Regions from separate parts of the Mus musculus genome. Here region 2 is linked to region 1. The links are chromatin contacts, called in public HiChIP or PLAC-seq maps. All regions are on one chromosome and are shown on one strand. The core of a region is the stretch at or near the end of the contact, and the rest is flanking DNA. Distances in the headings are between cores, read along the strand shown.

The links. HiChIP or PLAC-seq counts read pairs in DNA pulled down with a chosen protein or histone mark.
Region 2: a contact with region 1 is called in a FOXA1 HiChIP or PLAC-seq map of pancreatic cancer cells. The contact joins the enhancer-like site here to the promoter of Eri1 in region 1. A contact is called at or near these places in 2 of 39 promoter capture datasets (the 3T3-L1 cell line and cranial neural crest) and 3 of 115 datasets of contacts at active chromatin or transcription factors (bone marrow-derived macrophages, forebrain and pancreatic cancer cells).

The regions. Positions count from the first base shown.
Region 1 is chr8:35,494,253-35,496,952 of GRCm38.p6, reverse strand. Eri1 (exoribonuclease 1) reads left to right here and starts at 1,420. Exons shown (of 7, transcript NM_026067.3): 1 at 1,420-1,681. The coding sequence starts at 1,586. It overlaps Gm51568 (a long non-coding RNA gene), which reads right to left and starts at 1,427. Exons shown (of 2, transcript XR_003947532.1): 1 at 1-1,427.
Region 2 is chr8:35,869,860-35,872,559 of GRCm38.p6, reverse strand. It overlaps 5430403N17Rik (RIKEN cDNA 5430403N17 gene), which reads left to right. Exons shown (of 3, transcript NR_046181.1): 2 at 1,148-1,374. Among named protein-coding and RNA genes, the nearest start is that of 5430403N17Rik, 12 kb to the left of the region's middle. Within about 2 kb of position 1,294, at least 17 of the 459 cell types and tissues checked have an H3K27ac peak or open chromatin away from gene starts, as enhancers often do. A contact at or near this core is called in pancreatic cancer cells, where this site is marked.

The sequences.
Region 1 (2,700 bases), core at 171-2,670:
AAATAAGCAAGCAGAATTTGAGACTGGAAAAGTGATTTTTCTTCTTTTTATGGTTAGATGCACTGGCTGCCTTTTTAGAGACCCCGGTTCAATCGCCAGTGTGTGAGAAATACCAAGTAAGAGTCTTGTCTTATGACAAGTGTTTAACCATGACCAAGGCAACTCTTAGAAGGATAGCGTTTAATTGGGGCTGGCTTATAGGTTCAGAGGTTCAGTCCATTATCATCAAAGTGGGAGCATGGCACCATCCAGGCAGGCATGGTACAGGAGAAGCTGAGAGTTCAACATCTTGCTCCAAATGCAAACAGGAGAAGACTGACTTTCAGGCAGCCAGCATGAATGAGGGTCTTAAAGCTCATGCCCACAGTGACAGACTTCCTCCAACAAGGCCACATCTACTAATAGTGCCACTCCCTGGGCCAAGCATATTTAAACCACCACAAGTCTTTTCTATGGATACTATAAAACTTGGGTTTAAGACAAAGAATTGAAATCTTTTTATCTTCCTCCACCTTGTGAGACTTTTAATGAAAATGTTTCGATCCTTCAGATCCAGAAAAACTACTGTTTACTCAAAGAACTGCTCCTTTATTCCAATGGCCCCTTTCCCCATCCTCCACTTCCTGTGCACCAATTCTTTTCAGACTAGCCAATCAAATCAGGCTGTGAAACAACGGGACCTCAAATCAGGAGGAAGAGACACACACAGGCCACACCCTAAGTTAAAATAATCACCAAACACACTTCCTGACTTGTATGTATTCACTCTTCGAGCATACCCGCTTGATAAAGAGTAAAGTTCATCTTGCCCAGACACTTAAGTTGGAATGGTAGTTTCTTCCTTCGCCTCTCAAAAACACCCACATGGCAACTCCCATGTTGGGTTCTAACTCCAATCCCAGGGACAACGCTCTCTTCAGCCTCCCTGGGGTACTGCACACACGCGGTGCAGACATGCTCGCAGGTAAAACACCCATAAACACAAGGGGGGGGGGTGGAGACGAATGAAAATGATTTTTAAAAACGTCCCCAAATGCCAAACAGCATTGGAAAGGATGCAATCCTGTAGATTTCAGCGTTGTGGAATCTAGACCCTAGGAACGCATCTGCAGAAGGGCATACATAGACTACACTGGTCGTTGTCAAAGCAGCTTCTGCTACAGTGGGGGAAAAAAAGTAAATAGATTTTGAGTTACTGGGAGGAAAGACCTTAGAACTTGCAGCAAACACTAATTAGGGCAGCTTCACGCGCGCATCCCAGGCAACCGGCGCAGCACCATTTTCGAACCTGCGGGCTACCCACGCCCACTTCCCCAAATCGCTCGCCTCCCGGGCTCTCTCCCGCCGCCGTCCTACCGCGCGCGCGCGGGGAGAAAAAGGAGGGGACCCGCCCACTGCGCCTGCGCGGCGTGACAACGCCACACGCTCCCGGAAGTAGGAGGCGTCCGGCGGAGTTTGTGTGGCGGCCGCCGCGGGAACGTGAAGCGCGGTAGTTTTTCAAGGGAGAGAGCGAGGCGGCTTCCCGCGGGTCTCGGTGGACCGACAGTGAGCGTCCGCGGCCGTCTCGCGGCCCGCGAGAGGCGGCATGGAGGACGAGCGGGGCCGGGAGCGTGGCGGCGACGCGGCGCAGCAGAAGACGCCGCGGCCGGAGTGTGAGGAGTCCCGGCCGCTGAGCGTGGAGGTGAGGTCGGGAGCTCGCGCGCGCGTGCGGGGCGGCCTCGCTCGCTCCCCTGCTCCGTCCTAGTCGGGGCGAGCATCGTCGGCCTCGAGAGGGAGGAGGTCAGGCGGGAAGTTCCGAGTGAGAATTCCGCGTAAACATTCGGCGCGCGCGGGCGCACTGCCGTTCCATCAGCCCCGTGGCGCTGATTGGCTGGGTTCTCTCCAGCGCCCACCCTCCCCGCCAGATGCGGCGGCAAGCCTTTCGGGGTGCTCGGACAGCCCGTGTCTTCCCAGCCCCAGACGGCCCACTGCCCTCTGCACCCCGAGGTGCATCTGTTCCCGAGAGGACCCTCCCCCGGTCTTTCCCCGTCCCCTACTGTCTCGCCCAGAACCCTGCCACGACCGGCTTTCTAAGTGATTTGCTACTTCCTCACGGCATGGGCAAGATCAGGAGATGATCCCCGGACTTCTGTTTTTCATCTTGATGAATTAGTGTTGGCTAGCGCCGCGGGTTGTGAGCGAGATGCTAAATTCTGTCGCTTTTTCGTAAGAGGAGTTGAGTACTGACACCCAGGTTATTCATTCATTGGCAGGGTAGAGAGATAGATGGCTTGGGTGTGAAAGGCTAGGCTCAAAAACCAAAATGTCAGAAGGTGGGTATTCCATAGAGGCGTCCCAATGCCTTTATTCTTTCCATTTACACCTTCGTGTAGTAGCCAGAATAGCCTTTTAAATATTATTTTTTAAAATGTGTGTGTGTGCGCAGGTGCCTCTGAAGACCAGGAAAGGAGGTATGGGTCTTGGGGAAGAGCAGAGTTTGTTCTTCATGGTTAAGCTGTCTATCAGGCCTCTAGAGTTTCCTTTTGACAGTCTGTGCCGAGGTTGCGCTGCGCATTCCGTGCCTTCTTCAGTTTGCCCCTCTGCTCAGTTCATATACACATCTTCGTCCACTCTGGCTTCCTTGTGTTCTTTTATCGTGGAGTGTTTTGTAACGTAAGGATCTTGTGCTCCTCTTGTCCGGAGCATGCTTCTCTGGATCTT
Region 2 (2,700 bases), core at 45-2,544, 380 kb before region 1:
CAGTGCTCTTAATCGCTGAGCCATCTCTCCAGCCCCACACAGTGGAATTTTGCTCATCTGTAAAGAATAAAATTATGAGAATTTTATATAAGTAAAAGGACCAGGAATCAGTTGCCCTGAGTGAGGAAACCAGAACCAGGAAGACAAAAATCATGTATTCTCTCTCATATGTGCATACTAGCTTTTCTTCAGGTATGTGTTCAAACTTCTCGGCTCATAGATATCAAAAAAGTAGTAAGGGACCAGAACATGGTGGGGAATTTCATAGGAGGATGGATAGAACACAGGTAGTGTGAAGGGGAAAGAGGAATAATGGAATAGGAAGGATTAAATGGTATAGAGGGTAGAAGGTAGGAGAGAGGAAGAGTGGAGGAAGAGAGATAGCTAATACCAAGGACATTTGAGAAGGAGATATGGAAACCTACTTCTGTATGAAGCTTTCTAAAATACAGTCATATCCACCTGTAAAAGGAGTTTCAGTGGAGTTACCCTACAATAGGGAGGCCAATCCCTATCCCAGATCTGGGATCGAACAAGATGTCAAATAAAAAGCTCAGGGCTAGGTTTCGGTTCCTTCCTTTTGAGTTATTGATCAGTACAGTCCCATAGGCTCTTCCCTACAATAGACATTACAGGGTAGTGCCAAAGGTCAGGGCTACCCTCCAGAAAACCTGAGTGTCAGACCCTGTTGCCGAAGCCACCAGCTACTTGAGCCACAGGACCTGGAGAAATCAGGTTGGTACCAACCTGGAGGTTTTGTCTCTACTTAATAGCTTTCACAGTACTGGAAGGCTCTGTGTATGCTATGTGAGGAGCAATGTGTTCAATACTTACCCAGCTGTAAGTCCTACGAGCTGCTGAGTTATCAATATATGCTCACCAGTGCAATACTTGCACAAATGTTATGGGAGCAACCAACCATTTTCTGGTTGGGTTGAAAGCCCTGTTCCACAGAATGGAACCCATGGCTGGTACTGTTAACTGGGCCAAGATTCGGTAGGTGGGTCATAAACTCTGAGGAAGAACCTATTCTTCTTACTCTGCTAAGTAGACAGAGTATGAAGTCTCCCTGCTAGGGACCTAACCTTATACCCATAGGCTTGTGCATCTCTCGTCCCTCCCTCATCCTGATGCTTTCTTTCTGCAGTAGATGGCTACTTAACAGAGATGCACGACTGGTCAACATATAGAAAAATAAAGGACTATGGAAAGCTCAGCCCTAAATGGAACATCTGTGTCACGCCCTGTGCTCCCAAGACTTATGACTCATCGTGGAAGAAGGGGCAGAATGACTGAGAGCCAGAGGTAGTGGACATCTGGCAAAACGTTGTTCTCCAGATATGACAAGGCTGTAACACACAGGCTTCAGCAGCTGTGAGTGCACGGGAAATACTAGCACAAGATCAAACCAGACTGGATCCCACAAGGAATGTGTTTGGTTTGGTGCTTATGAAGTGGGGTGGGGATGGAGGGAAGTTGATCAGGACGGAGGGGGAAGGAGAGGGGAGAGAGGAGGAAGAGGGAGAGGGGGGAGGGACAGGGGCAGGGACAGGCAATTTTCTTTAGTGATGCAGCTGTCAAAAAGCTACCCATGCTCCAGTATATAACCCTACACCCTCACATATACTGACAGCATTAAATGGACTCAGTGAGTTTTAACAAACAGACAAACAAAGCACCAATGTGTGGGTTGGGAAAGTAGTAGTAGAGGTGGGTTGGGGAAGGATTGGAGGGAAGGGAAAGTGGGTGAGGATTTGTCAAAATACATATACATGCATGGAATTCTCAAGCAGCAACAACAACAACAACCAAAGTTTAGAGAAAATAAAAAGCATCACAAAAAGAAACACCAGTAAGAGCCTTAAGAGCTCCTCCTCCATGTCACTGCATCTCCCACCTGAACCCCACAGCACGATGCACAAATCCCTTACTGTAGAGTAGCCAGGGGCACCAGGCCTTAAAGAAATGGGCCAGAGAAAAGTGCATCACTGACAACCCAGAGATGCTAGCCTCCTCTGTGGACCACTGATAGATATACAAGCCTCCACTGTGGACAGCTAAGAGATATGCTAGCCTCCTCTGTGGACCACTCATTGATACCCTAGCTAGCCTCCTGTATGGGGGTCTTGATGAGCACCACAGCCGGCTCCTGGAAAGCTCAGGCTCCCATGAAGTTCTGGACTTTGGAATGCCTGAAGGTTAGGGTCAGAGAAATATAAGGACTTGGGACAAGCCAGTAGCCTTCCGCGTTTCATTTTACTGGTGACAATAATGTAAATATCTGAATCTGCCTCATTTAGCTCTACACCCATTTGAAGTATCGGCTTTTTATGGTTCTCCAAATTATAATGCTATAACTTGGAACAGTATAGAGAAAGAGGCCCTGTATATGGCCTAAGTTCCTGTCCGAATTGTTTCCACTGTCTTCTCATGTGACCAACTCTCTGATTTGCTGCCATGCAGGATATGAGCTGTTCCTATGAGACCTCTGGGCCAGGCCTAAGGCAGTTCCTCAGAAAACATTCTCTAAAATCCTTTCTCAGGAGCTTCTCAGAGGCTTGGCTATCTGGTAGATGGGTCAGAACAGATGCAAGGCATGTTTTCCTTTCTTGTTCTGTCTCAGAAAAACAGACAAAAAGCCTTTTATAAGAACATATGCCCTCCTTGAACATTTCTTTTTAAGTAAATACTCTATGAGGT